Linked DNA regions of Gossypium hirsutum: regions 1, 2 and 3 are each linked to region 4. Evidence: chromatin contacts called from public Hi-C data. All regions are on one chromosome and are shown on one strand. Each heading gives the region's core, a stretch centred on a gene start, on an enhancer-like site or on the middle of the called end of the contact. The rest is flanking DNA. Distances are from core to core; before and after follow the strand shown.

Evidence for each region. A called contact is a pair of places that touch in the nucleus more often than the background predicts.
Region 1: a Hi-C map of leaf shows a contact between it and region 4, with 2.5 times the contacts expected there. The contact joins the promoter of LOC107916522 here to the promoter of LOC107916542 in region 4. A contact is called at or near these places in 4 of 34 Hi-C or Micro-C datasets (callus and leaf).
Region 2: a contact with region 4 is called in a Hi-C map of hypocotyl, with 4 times the contacts expected there. The contact joins the promoter of LOC107916527 here to the promoter of LOC107916542 in region 4. A contact is called at or near these places in 7 of 34 Hi-C or Micro-C datasets (hypocotyl, leaf and petal).
Region 3: a contact with region 4 is called in a Hi-C map of leaf, with 4 times the contacts expected there. The contact joins the promoter of LOC107916890 here to the promoter of LOC107916542 in region 4. A contact is called at or near these places in 3 of 34 Hi-C or Micro-C datasets (all in leaf).

Annotation. Positions count from the first base shown.
Region 1 is chrA01:93,729,250-93,732,938 of Gossypium_hirsutum_v2.1, reverse strand. LOC107916522 (nuclear transport factor 2B) reads left to right here and starts at 1,406. Exons shown (of 3, transcript XM_016845777.2): 1 at 1,406-1,861; 2 at 3,124-3,226; 3 at 3,347-3,501. The coding sequence starts at 1,427. The coding sequence ends at 3,198.
Region 2 is chrA01:94,928,055-94,931,471 of Gossypium_hirsutum_v2.1, reverse strand. LOC107916527 (non-specific lipid transfer protein GPI-anchored 1) reads left to right here and starts at 2,112. Exons shown (of 2, transcript XM_016845794.2): 1 at 2,112-2,774; 2 at 2,858-3,296. The coding sequence starts at 2,435. The coding sequence ends at 3,084.
Region 3 is chrA01:95,133,374-95,136,704 of Gossypium_hirsutum_v2.1, reverse strand. LOC107916890 reads right to left here and starts at 1,768. Exons shown (of 3, transcript XM_016846260.2): 1 at 1,277-1,768; 2 at 389-466; 3 at 1-183. The coding sequence starts at 1,451.
Region 4 is chrA01:94,346,309-94,349,979 of Gossypium_hirsutum_v2.1, reverse strand. LOC107916542 (F-box only protein 6) reads left to right here and starts at 1,676. Exons shown (of 2, transcript XM_016845812.2): 1 at 1,676-2,101. The coding sequence starts at 1,947.

The DNA.
Region 1 (3,689 bases), core at 157-2,656, 620 kb after region 4:
AAATTTAACAGCCGAAAGTGCAGAGTGTAACATTTACCCCACAAAAACGATTTGGCATCATTATAAGTTTACCACGATTTTGCACTGCAATTGATTTAGAGATTTAAAGCTTTTGTACAAGCTTAAAAAAAAACTCTCTTATATTTTTTTATCTTTATCTTTAACTTTTTATTTTTCAAGTTTTAATTTATACAGTTATGGGGCAAAAGTTGTCTGGTTTTGCGTTTCTTTTTTACTTTTTTTAACCTTTTTTCATTTTAAGGTTTTTTTTTAATTTTAAATTATGTCAGGATAGATTTAATGTATCACATTTAATAATAAAATTAATGATTTTAATAATTGAATGATACAATTCATATAATCTCAAAAATTTGATGATGTAATTTAAAGTTTTGAGACAAATTTAATGTGAGAATTAAGTTTGGGAAAATATGGTGCAATTTACTCTACTTGATTTATACATGGAAGAGTATTTTCCTAACTTTCATTATCGACATAGTGATTGGTTGACTTGTGGCATTAACTCACTTAGGGTTTAAACAATAATATCTATTATTATATTTAAGTGTTTTACTGAACTAGTTTCAATTTCAATTGAATCATCAATTTAATAATAAATTTACTAAAAATTCATAATTTTTAATGAGCAATAAATATAATTTGAAAGGTAATTTTGTTTCTCTTATTATATTTAAAAGTTTCTTTAAGCTTGTTTTCTTTTGAATTTTTTTGAAACAATTGAGTGTTTCTTTTAAAATTGTTAAAGCTGTAAAACATTTCGTTTTATATTTTTTTTAGTTCTTTAAAAATATGTTCAAGTCGAAAGATAGTTTAGTTTTCATTCCCTAAAATTGTTAAAAAATAAAAATCATTCTTTTAACTTTTCTTTTTTCTTTATTAGGTCTTTATGAGAGAGTTATGTCACCCTCAATTAAGTTATCAACTTAGTAATAAATTTACTAAAAATATATATATAATTTTTAATAGATAATAGCTATTATTTTGAGAGTAATTTTATTTTTCGTATGAACTTTATAAAAATACTTATGCATAATAAGATCACAAAGGCAATATATTATGATATTTAATCTTTTAATTTTACCATTTCAATTATAGTAATTTTTATTAATATATTATTTTTTATAATTATTACATACATTTTTTACTCTGTGACAAAATCTAGTATATACTTCAAAAATTTTAGAGATAAAAACATATATTTTTCTAACTCCAAAAATAATACTTCTTTCAATAAAAAAATAATTTCAAATTTTCCTTCAAATAAAATTAGGTAAAAGAAAAACGGTTGGGCTGCGTTAGGTTGACGCAAAGAATGATCCGCTAATTGATAGACAGTAAAGCGGGTGTATAAACGATCCAAAAGAAAGAAGGAACACGCTGGCAGCCCCTTTTCCTTTAGATTTTTATGATTCAAATTCAGCCGCTAGATGAATCCTCCTATAAATACACAATTTTGGATGGGCTCGGCTGGTCTCTCCTATTAATTCCTGTGTCAGTGCCCTTCTCTGTTGACGGCTCAAACTCTGATAAACAAAACGAAAAATCGATGGATCCAGACGCTGTAGCCAAGGCTTTTGTCGATCACTACTACTCCACATTCGATGCGAACCGGGCCGGTTTAGCCAATCTCTACCAGGAACGTTCCATGTTGACCTTTGAAGGTCAAAAGATCCAAGGCTCTCAGAGCATTGTCGCTAAGCTAACCAGCCTTCCTTTCCAGCAGTGCAAGCACAATATTACCACCGTCGATTGCCAGCCATCTGGCGCTGGCGGCGTCCTCGTATTCGTCTCTGGAACACTACAACTTGCCGGCGAACAACATGCTCTCAAGTTTAGCCAGGTAGCTCTCTTTGCATCTTTTGTTTTATTTTGTTTTTTAGGGTTTTTTATATGTACTTGAGCGATCGATCTAAGGCTAATCTGTGTGACACTGTTGATCTCATCGGTGTTATCGATGGTATTAATTTCGCGATTCGATTTGTTAGTGATGGATCTTTTAAGTGAGTTTTTGATCTGTTGTAACTCCCTCTTGAATTTTTTTATTTATTCTTCAGGATTCTAAGAATTGAATTGGCTGTTTAATGCATATAAAACTCTCTGCTGTTTACATTATATTTCAGTGATCGCTTGTTTTCCATTCCTTTTGATAACTGAATTAATAAGGGAAACATGTATGATATACTCGATATAATTAACAGTGTCGATTTCATTAAACTGTGTCATGAATTTTCAAAGATATAGATATTTTGGATCCACCATCTTGCCGATGGAACACCTGCTATTTCTTATTTTGTTTTGCCCTATGTGGCTCTGCATATGGAGTTGACTTATATGATCGTCTGTGATGATTTTTTGAGATTACAAACATCACCGTTACCCCATATTCTTATTTATTTATCTGGATAAAATAAGGATCTAATTAAATTTTTAAAATAAGTGTTGTAAGATTGTCTATGATTCCTGTCTGTATGTTTACGTGTTATAAATAATTGTAGCAATCAAGAGTTCTTTTGTTCCTGAAGTTTTTTTATCATAGGCAAGCCTTCGGTTGTTTATTTTAATCTTTTATGCTTGCCTATTACATTTTTCGCATAAGAAATAGATGGTGGGTGCTCACATTGCGTACTGTGAAAGATTATCAAACATCTTCTCAATGTTGTTTCTTGGCAACTCTATCGTGAGCATGATATAAAAGAAAAACCAGTGATATCTCTCCTCAACTGTAGACATTGATGATTTTGCTTGTGACTTATATGCCTTGCTTTCTCGTAGAGCAAACTTATATAGTTTGATACGTATTTATGGCTCAACGTTCTGTTTAATTTTGTGCAATAAGGGCCTCTTTTTATCTAATGGCTAAACTCTGAAAAAAGTACTTTTTTAAGAAGGCCCTTAATACTTGTATTTATACCTCATGCAAGTTATTACCCTTGATTTTTGCCTATATTCAAATGAGAGATTGATTTTTACCTAAAACCTGGAAAGTTAAAGGCTAATTTAGGTGTAACAAACGTATAGGAGCTTATTTGCAACGAACTGCTTGTGATATTTTGACATCAAGCTTTATTAACTGAGTGATTTTGGGTTTGCTTTTGGTCTCAGATGTTTCATTTGATGCCAACACCACAAGGAAGCTTTTATGTGTTGAATGACATATTCAGGTTAAACTACGCGTGAAGAAACAGAAATCACTACAATTAATCAGGTGATGGGAATACAAATCTCAAGGATTTATAAATCTGGTTATCTTTTAGACATTTTAAATGAAAAATGGAAATATTTTTTGGTTTAATTATGTGGGTGGGTATGATGGTTTCCATTCCAGTCTCCATATTTCAGCGACGTTGTTGTGATTGGTGGAGGACGCAGTCTTCTGAATTGGATGAATGTTGGATGTTTGATTAAAGACTTGTTTTTAGTTAAAGCTTATGGCTCTTTGAAACAGATTTTCTATCAATAAATCACAGATTTTTGTTTCCATTTGAGAGATTGGCAGAGCTTGCGAGTCTTGGCTTGGTTTGGTACTTTTGTTTCCAGTATTGAGGTTGGATATTGTTGTTGGTATCGAATTGCTTTTCTATTTCCATCTTAGCATTTTCTTTTCTTTTATAACCACTAAATTTAATTACTGAAATTGGTGGTGGAACTTCCATCAGTTTTATAGATAA
Region 2 (3,417 bases), core at 863-3,362, 580 kb before region 4:
TGCCTATGGTGTCTGTATTTGTGATTGTACGTACAACCTACCTTATGTTACCATTAAACTGAACACATGATAAGCATGCCTTTTTGTTACTGAATCGATCTATTTTAAGCATAATATCTGCCACTGTATCGAATTGTTATAAGCATAATGATTGCTACCTCATTGTTCTGTCAAAAGCATATTAAATGCTACTGTATTGATCTGTTTTAAACATGTCATATTACATTGTATGGGGTGGGACGATATGTACAAAGGAATTTTTAAAAATTTTAAAAAAATTCAACATATTTTTCAAAAATTCAAAATTTTATAAAAGTTCCAAAATTTATTTTTAAAAAAATTATAAAAAATTTTTAAAAAATTCTAAAGAGTATATAAAGAAAGTTAAATTTTTAAAAATTTTCTAAAATAATAATTTTGGAACCTAAATTAATTAATTAATGATTCAAGTTATACTAAAGTATTTTTTTCTTATTTTGCTTTGAAAAAGTTCTGAAATATACATGGTTTCAAATTTATATAGTCTAACATGAAATTAATTATACTAGAATAAGATTTTAATTTTTTAATTTTTTAATTTAACTAAAATAATTTTACTCGATTTAGTTTGACTTGACTTAGATTTCATTTCACTCGACTTGATTCGAAAAATTCAAATCAAATTAAAATAATAAAATAAGACTTATCAACTCAATTAATTTAAAAATTTTCACCCGATTCAATATAATGCTTATACTTAATCCTATGAACTCATCTATCATGTTAAGATAAGATTTATCTCTTTCGTTAAGGCCATTGAACTTATAAAACAGAAAAGGACACTCACCTCATCCATTTTCAATAATGGGAGCTTATAAATGAGACTGACCTACATTTTGATCCTAGGGTAATTACCCTTTACTTTCCACCCTATACATAAATGTGTCATTTTTGTTTTATCCCCGTAGACATCAGGATCAGTGTGTTTTAATATTATCATTTTGAATTTATTTGTATTTTAAAAAAATTCTTTTATATATAAATATAGCTCAATTGCATATATATACATATATATACAATTATTTGTATAAAAATATTAATTATGTTTAATAATTAATTAAGTGATTATATTTTAATTTTTAATGTTATATAAAAAGTAAAATAATTAAGATACAAAATTAAATTTTAATTTAAAATATTAAAATTTTATACTAACATATATGAATCTGTATAACCATTACAAATAAAAATTTACGCAGATAAAAAAACCAAACATAATTGTTTCCATTTATTATTGGAACGGGATGTTTGATTATATCTATCATATTTAAAATATTATATACCTAAAAAAATCTTATTATATTATTATATAATTTTATTATATTTATATTTGTACATATTAATTCAGATTATTTTTTACTTAGTTCGATCCTTCAACAATAAATACACATGAATTAACGGTTGATATCAAGATTTTAACAATATTATCAAAGATTTGGCAAGATCCGAAAAATCAATTAATTAAATCAAAAAAATTACGAAATTTAATTATTTAAATAAAAAAAATTACGAAATTTAATCATTGAAATGAAGTGTACTTACCATTTTTTGGCAAAAATATCAAATGTTATTAACGACAATTCTGAATACCAATAGAAATTAAAGGATTGGGGAACAATTCAATAATGAAAGAAAAAGAATCAACAGTCCAAAGATTGAAAATATGGTGCAAGAATGAAAGAAAAAAAAAAGAATTTGAAAAATGGGCAAAGTGAAAACCAAAATAGGAGAAAGAATTGATTACATATCTAGGGTTAGTAAACCATAGGTGCGACACAAGTAGTTTACTCAAAATTGCCGAAAATAAAAAAAAAAAAATTGAAAAGATAGGCACTTAAATTTGGGTCTAGAAAAGTATTCTAGCACTTTAACCATAAAACCTATAATTCATTTCTTGTTTAATCTTAATTCTTAGTCTTATATATTTTAAGGTGGCAATAAATATTTGACTCAATTTAAATTAAGTATCCAGCTCCCAATTTTTAGCACACTAACCTATATAATTAATGAAGTTCCAATTTCCAAACCGCAAACATTTAAAACTTTCCTATGTTAAAATAAAATTTCTAATTAATTTACCAACCAATTGTCACCACGGTTGGCTGCCCAGCGCAACCTCATTTAAACTCCTCTTTGTAAAACCAACAACTTGTCACTCCCTACCTTACTCTGCTTGCCGCCCAACTAATGAGAGGGGGCCTCCATTTATATCTTAACATCACCACAGCTGATTCCACATCAGGTGTGACATATCAACGCTCCACAAACAATCCTCTCTTTCCATTCAAATGCACATCATTAATACTAAACCCTAAAATTTCAGTCTTCCATAAATATACGCATTCATAGGTAGTTCCAAGATATTTTTGTGTGAAGAAGACTCTGAACTCAAACAATGGGAAAGGGTTGGGCAGTGAAGGTGATGATGATGAGTTTGGTGGTGGTGGTTGGTGCGGGTGATGAGAGTGGGTTAGCCAAAGAGTGCAGCAAAGATTTACAGAGCGTGATGACTTGTTTGAGCTTTGCGCAAGGGAAGATGGAGAAACCTTCAAAGGAGTGTTGCAGTTCGGTTTCGAGTATAAAAGAAGAAGAACCAAAGTGTTTGTGTTATATTCTTCAGCAGACCCAGGCATCCGGGGCTCAGAATCTTAAGAGCTTAGGCGTTCAGCAAGATAAGCTTCTTCAACTTCCTTCTGCTTGCCAGTTGAAGAACGCTAGCGTCACTGACTGCCCAAGTAAGTAGTAACCTCTCTTTTCTCTCCTTTTGCTTTGATATGTAATAAAATTAGTGCATGTTGTGTTTGGAATGAATGAATAGAGCTTCTTGGATTAGCACCAAACTCACCAGACGCGGCTATATTTACAAATTCTTCCTCAACACCGACGACGCCATCCACCGGGACACCGTCAAGTGCTTCAGAGAATACTGATAATAACTCCGGTGGAACAAAGTTAGAAACTGCTCACTTGGTTGGTTTCACGTTACTGGTTGCATCGGCATCATTTTTGTATGCACTCCCACCGGGATTGGCTTCCCTGTTTTAGGCGGTGTGCATGCATGGGATGGGAGTGAACTAAAAATGCTTGAAATTCCTTTTGTTTTCGTGTTTTGTTTCAGCTGCACCTGCAACATGATTTTACCATTCTTGTACTTACTTTCTTAACTTCAATCATCATATTTAGGGGAGATGTTAACTCTAGGTACTTGTTTCATGATTTTTTTTTTAATAATAATTCGACTTGGGTGATTGTTTGAATATTCTGATACTTAGTATATTAGTACTTATTCTGTGATTTACGTTGGTTAATTATTTTCGGATTAATATGTTCTAAATTTTTGGTATATTAGTACATATTCTGCGATTTACGGTGGTTAAT
Region 3 (3,331 bases), core at 519-3,018, 790 kb before region 4:
GTGTCGCTTTACTACTTCCAGCAGCTGAGTTTCCATCATCATCACTATCCAAGCTCTCACGAAATAACTCGATTAGTTGCTTCTTTGTATCAGTTGGAGACTCCCCATGTGCATCCACCGCACCCTCCATCGAATGGTTGCTTTTCTGGTGGTTTGGACTGTTCCCCGAAGAAGAGGCGGAATCTGTATGAAAACAAGCATTACTCCAACTCAAAACCACTTACAAAAACCCTGCCGCCACTATGTTACTCGGACTGTGAGAGTCCAATGTGAGTGTCTGACACGAGCGTGTGTAGTTTTTTCATATATTTTGAGGATCATACTTCATATCCATATGCAATGTTTGATTCAACTATAGAGGGGAAACATAGTTAGGGGAGACTCTCACCACCATTGGCACTGAAGAAATCTTCAAAGTCAGATTCTAACGAAGGTTGTGAATCAAAAAAGCTCTCCTCTGTGTTACCTGGAGAGAAATTATAGGCACACTTAATTACACATGCTAAACATGACCCAATTTTACATAATGCATTTATGGAGCAAAATATCCACACCATCTTGAATCCTGCAAAGAAATTGCCATTGCATGCATGATTAATCATGCAGCACTGAATTAGTTTTTTGATTAATCATGCCATTACACTTTGCTTCATACATCAGCATATCTTGTAAAATGAGTAAACCTCAAATAGTTCATTATTCTAGGAACATGTGCCTGCAGGAGAATATTTGATATTCCAGTGATAACATATACAATAAGAAATAAAAGGGCCATTTGACTGAAAGATCACAGAACATACTATAGTTGCTGACAAAATTAGAGATGATTTACATAAGATAATCTTGTTTGAGTATTTACTTAAGAGCAATGGGACAAGTAGGTGAGGACTTGGGATTCTCAACTTCATATCACTCCTCTATTTCTTGGTTAGCTGTTAGGACAGTAACTTTCAACTCTGAAAAAAGACACAAAAATAGGAAGATGCCATGAATAAACACTGTTTCCCTTGTTTGTAATGAGAAAAAACAGCAAAATATCTAATTTGGCTAATGTGAGTGGTCCAAAGCCAAAGGGTTCTGAGCGAAATAGCAAAGGACTGTCCCGATCAATCAAGCAGATTGCAGTCAGTCCAATGACCAAAGAACAAATAGAGTTTCCAACTTTTATTTTATATATATCTGATAAATGAGATCAAACAAATGCAGTAATTTAAAACCTGAAGTGAGGGTAACCCATGATGATAAAGGAATGAAGAAAGGCAAGTTAGAAACATACCCATCTCTTGTAAACTAGTTTCTTGTTCCATAGATGAAGGCTGAAGCCTGGAATCGTATCCAACAATTGAGGGCTCCCTTCTAACATTGTTCTCCTTAATGGGTGATTGAATTCGGGCACTAAGATCAATGTCTGCAGGATCTTTATTCTTGTAAACTGTAACACAATTCCCCATGTCTTTTTTTTTTCTCTTCCTCTACTCAATCATGAGACAAAAGAGAGCACTTTAACTAAGCTGTTTCCTTCGATGCAAGGAAACAAGGAAATGGGTTTTAATATTAAGCTTTAAGCTTGAATTCATTCACTCAACCAAATTGTAAGGGGGGGGGGACTTGGGAGTTGATTGGTCTTGAGAGCAAAGTAATGGCACTTGCAGGCATGGGTCCATATTCAATGACCCCTTTATTTACTACTTTGCATACTGTTTATCTTTGTTTGATTGGTATCTTCTCTTTCTTGCTATACTTCTGGAAAAGCATTAAAAGTCTGCTCGGCTCCATTATATTCCTCTTTTCCATTTATTAAAATTTTCCTTTTCCCCATTCAAAATTTTCTCACCGTTCTCTTATTATTATTATTATTATTTTATTTTAACTTTGTATTCAACATTCAGTATATATACTGTATGTCAAAATAGAAGCGTATAACACAAAAGCTAAAAAATTCGACACTTAATTGCTTCATTTAAGTTTTAAACTCCACACTCGAAAGTTTTAGTGTTTTGAATTATTTAACATTGTTCTTTTTCTCTATCAAAGAAAAAAAAATTTCAAACCTAGTAGACTGGTTACAATTAATAATACAAATTCTAATACTATACAAACTTAGTGGTTTGTGGCATTAACAAAAAGAAAAGAGAAGAGAAGAGAAAAGCAAAAGCAAGTGTTAGCGTAATTAACTATTTGTGAGCTGACCTAATATTGGGCTACAATGATGAAGGCTGAGGTCCACCAGAAATTAATTGTTTGCGACTTTAGTTATGATGAAGAATCCGATAGTTTTCTTGCATGTCTTGTCTCTTTCGGGCGGTTGCATTTGTCCGTGCAAACATTAAATCCTTTCGTTTGACAAAATTCAACTGAAATGAAACATGCAACAAACTGCCAAATTCACAGACTAAGTATCCTACATGATATTCTTCACCATATTTTGTTTTTTTTCATGAGTTCCATTGGATAAAGATGTACTTATGGAACAGTTGTATTCATCCCGTTTATATTTCAGTTTATAAAAGAAATAATGGTAAATGAATTTCGATGATACAATAAAATCTAATGATTGTTAATATTTTGTATTGATGAAAATAATTCATCGAACATTGAGTGGGGGAATAACAAAAGTATCAAGTTCTATAAGGAATTTTTGCAGTAATTCTTTATAGAATAAACTTTGAAAATTAAAAGATGGAAGGGAATAAAAACTTTTTGTTTATGAGTTTGTGTTGTGTCTTGATTAGGGGCAAATTCAGGGGGTTGGTAGGGGCCCCGATCCCCCCTAAAATAGAAAATTTCTATTTAGGGCCTTTAAAATTTTTAAAATTTTAAATTAGTAAAGGTAAAATTACACTTTGCCCCCTAAAAATGATAAAATTTTAATTTAATCATTTAAAAATTATAAAAATATAAATTATTCAAATGGTGAAATTGTATTTTTACTATCATAAAAATTACAATTTAATTTCGCCCCCTAAAAAAATTTTCTAGCTTCGCCCCTGTTCTTAATGTATCTTTGCATTTTTAGTATGTAATGTAAATGAAATTCCTTTCATTTAGAAGTTGAAACAAAATAACCAATGAGTATGGAAGTCCCATCGATTGTTTCGATATATGTATTTCTTGCGGGAAATGAATGAAGAGAGGCTTCTTGGGTTGTTTGATTGCCTCTCGAACAACTTCTCCCTAGATAGAGAGCTTGTTTTATGGCAAAGAGGTAACAATGAATGTGGACTACAACAAGTACATCTTCATAGAGTTGAAGTTTGAGAGGACAATTGATTTTCCTATTGAGTGGACACGCCATTCTACTAGGAAATGCTATTACCACCCGCATTTACAA
Region 4 (3,671 bases), core at 427-2,926:
GGCTTAACCTAGCAAATTTTCCAGGAACTTTCTCAAGCTCTTGGTTTGATTCCGGACCATTTTCAATGTATGTTTTGGGCCCTGTAGACCCATAATAGGGACACTAAGATGTTGTTTGATTGGGTTCAAATTGGAAAGAAATTTTATAACTCGTATTTCCAAAAATGTCCAAGTACATGTATGGTAACGCCTCGTACCTAGTCCCAATCTCGGGTACGGTAAGGGGTTTTACATCACTAATGGGAACATATATGGGTCGTCCACCCAGGGACATAGAAATGGTAGCCTACACCAGACCCATGATTGCACCAGGAGCAGACAACCACCGACACATGAAAAATAGAAAGTGTGATTGTACACTTGACGCATGAAAAATGGAAAGAGTGTGTCTTGGGCCTCTATCTTTCCACTAATGTGCTAATGAGTGTAGGATCGAGTTTGTAGCCCCTAAGTATACGAGACGCATGCAAGAATCATATGTCTTACAAGTAACTACAAATTTCGATGTTAGAGCTTTTTGACAAGGTATGTATGAACCCCTCCAAAACACAATCATTCGCCTATTTATATTGAAAAATAAATTAATTTAAAATATTTTAAAAAATAAAAAACTTTAAATTTAACTTCATTGAAAAAATGAAATTTAAAATTTTGTCTTACCAGTATCGCTTGAGCAGCTAAAATGTGCCTGTCGTCGAAACGAATCAGAGGGCTTGCCATTCGTGAAAAATTAATCGAAACGAATAATATATGAAAAAATTAAATAAAAATATAATATTTTTAAACAAGCGCATTGAAAATTTTAGAACAAAACTTGAGAAAATTGAGAGAATTGAGAGAGTTGAGAGTTGAGAGAGAATACAGAGAGTTGAATTTTAGTGAAAAAATAAAAAATGGCTTTGTATTTAAAGGAAAAAAATTACCGGTAGCCCTTAAAATTTTTACTGTTGCCAATATTTAAAAAGTTGTTGGGAAAATGATCGTTGAAGGAAAACACGTCCTCTAAAAAAGACCTATTTCCCTAATTTAAAAAAAGGTCTAAAAGGCTAATTAAAAAAAACATATCTTTCTAATTTAGTTGAAAATTTCTATTATTTGATTATTATTATTATTGATTCTGAAAAGTACTTAAAAAGCTAAATCACTAAAAATATTTATTTTAATTGATTTAATATTTTCAATTGATTATCAAAATAAGGCCTAGGTTTCAAATTTTAATTAAATGATTATATTATTTTTTAAATGTAATTATATTAAGGTGAAAAGATTAAAAATTGTATCAACTAGTATAAATTTGTACGCATCAATACAAATCGATATTTGATTAAATAAATTTAAATGTACCGAAACAATTAAATTATACCTAAAATATAATCAAAATGAAACATAAATTACTTGATATTAATTTAAGATCGAAAAAATAAGTATTCGATAAATCTAAATGCACTGAAATAATCAAATCATACTTAAAATATAATCAAAATAAAACTTAAATTGGAAAAAAATAAGTATGGATGGGTATGGTGGATACTAAAATGATTATAGGCCCAAATCTAAAATCTTTTGGCCTTTTCTTTTCACTTCAATGCTAGTAAATTCTTATGAATATACCTTTATTATTCAAAAAGTTAAAATAAATTTATATTATTTAATTCAAATAAAAAATATTTTATATACAAGAGAAGAGGAAAGGGCAAAAATGAAAAGAAAGGAGAAAAGTGGAAAAGAAGGTAGATGCATGCATACATACATACATATTGGAGTGAAAATCAAGTGGGATCATTCATTACAATGACAAAGTTGCGTGCGGGTCAGAATTATTACAAGAAATTATCGTAATAATGCCACTGACGTGTAAACAGATGACTGGCTAACTCTCAACAAAGGGAGAAAGGGAGCAGCATTTTTTGTTGGTGGTGTTGGAGTAGGGGAGGGGTTATTGGGGCATGGAAGGGCTGGCCATGCTTAGGCAGCTCATCGGTCAGCTTCAAGACCTCTTGCATCTCTACGGCTCTCCTCCTCCGCCGCTTCCTCCGTCCTCTCCTTTTCACCTTCTTCACCTCCACCAACTGCCTCATCCTTTCCACGACCACCACCGCAGGTTCGTTTCCTTTCCTTCTCTCTTTACATAGATCTCTTCAATTTTCTGTTTTTCTTCTCTCGCCTCACATTTTTTTTATGTGCTAATTTTGAATTCTTGTCAGATTTATTCATCTAGGATTCTGTATTTTTTTTTGGGGGGGGGGAGTGTAATGAGGTGGATTAATGGTAGATTACCTTTGTTATCCGATAATGTTAATTTCTCTTCCTTGCATTTCTCGTTGTTTAGATTTTTGTTTATTTTCTGTTATGCCACTGCCGTTTTGTTAATTTTTATTTTCAGGGGATTTCGCATGTTTACTGCATTTGAATTTTTGGCCATTTTTTACATTACTAAACTATTTTATACCTCTTTTTGACGAAAATAGTAAGTTCATTCAAAATTTTAGTTTTCAGCATGTATCTTTCATCGTATTCCAATCATGTAGTTTCTTTTTTTTTTTACCCCTTTTTGCCTTTGTTTTCCTTTCCCTTTTTTTCAATTTTCAGTTTGCTTTGTCCCCTCCCCCAAAACCCTCCTCTCATCTTTATTAAGTGTTCATGCTGCTGTGTTTTTTTTTTTTAAGTTTTACATATTGTGATGGTCAATTTTGAACTTGTTGGCGATTGCCTTTTGATAATTGATGCTTGAATATCTTTCTTCTTAGTTGATTAGCATGATTATGATTGACTATGAAGATGGAATCTCATTTGTATCTGTTTACTATATGATTTCCTTAGAACATGAACTTAAACTTATAATTCTTGATTAATTTTTAGTCCACTGACTAATCAGCTCCTTTCAATTTTCCTTCACGTTCCTACACGCAAAGGAAAATAGAAAGTTAATTTACTAGTTAATTCAACAACGTCCTGGGTGTTTCGAGTAACAAAGAGTTGTTGTACTACTCTTGGAAGTTCTCCTTAAAGATTGTATGAATGAATGTTGAGTGGCCTAGCTCTCTGGTTAATTTATAATGCTCTGCTTGCCTTTGCTCATTTGTCAATTCCCTTGTTGATAATTCATCATAGGTCTCTCTCTCTCTGTCAGTCTTCTTTTACAGGGTATTCTTTATGCAAAAGCATTCATGGCAATGTAACAGAGCGTATGGTTGAAAGTTTCTATTATTAGTGCATTTAGTTGATATTGCTGTCAACATACTGTTGGTATAGCTGGATGAATAGAGGTCTTTGGCTGTGCAATGATTTGAGTTTACTCTGTTCAAACGATACCTTAAACATCCTGTTGCACATATTCTGGATCCATAAAACTGACTAAAAAGTACAGACTTACTGGTGAAAACAATCTCAATGAATTGTGAGAATCATGTATACCTAATTTTGTAGAGGGCTTTTTCGTGGTCCAGTTGTACGTCTCTATATTGTTTGACCACTCTTTATGCAATTATTACAAATTGGGTTTTGTAGTATGAATATTATGTTCATTATTCTGATGCAATTGAGTTGAAGGTCTTGACCTTGTATTCTGTCCCTTGATGTTTTGGTCCAAATTTATACCAAGATTAATTATTAGAAATTGCTCTAGACTAATCAGGTATTCTATTCCTGACATTCTAAGGACTAAGAGCGAG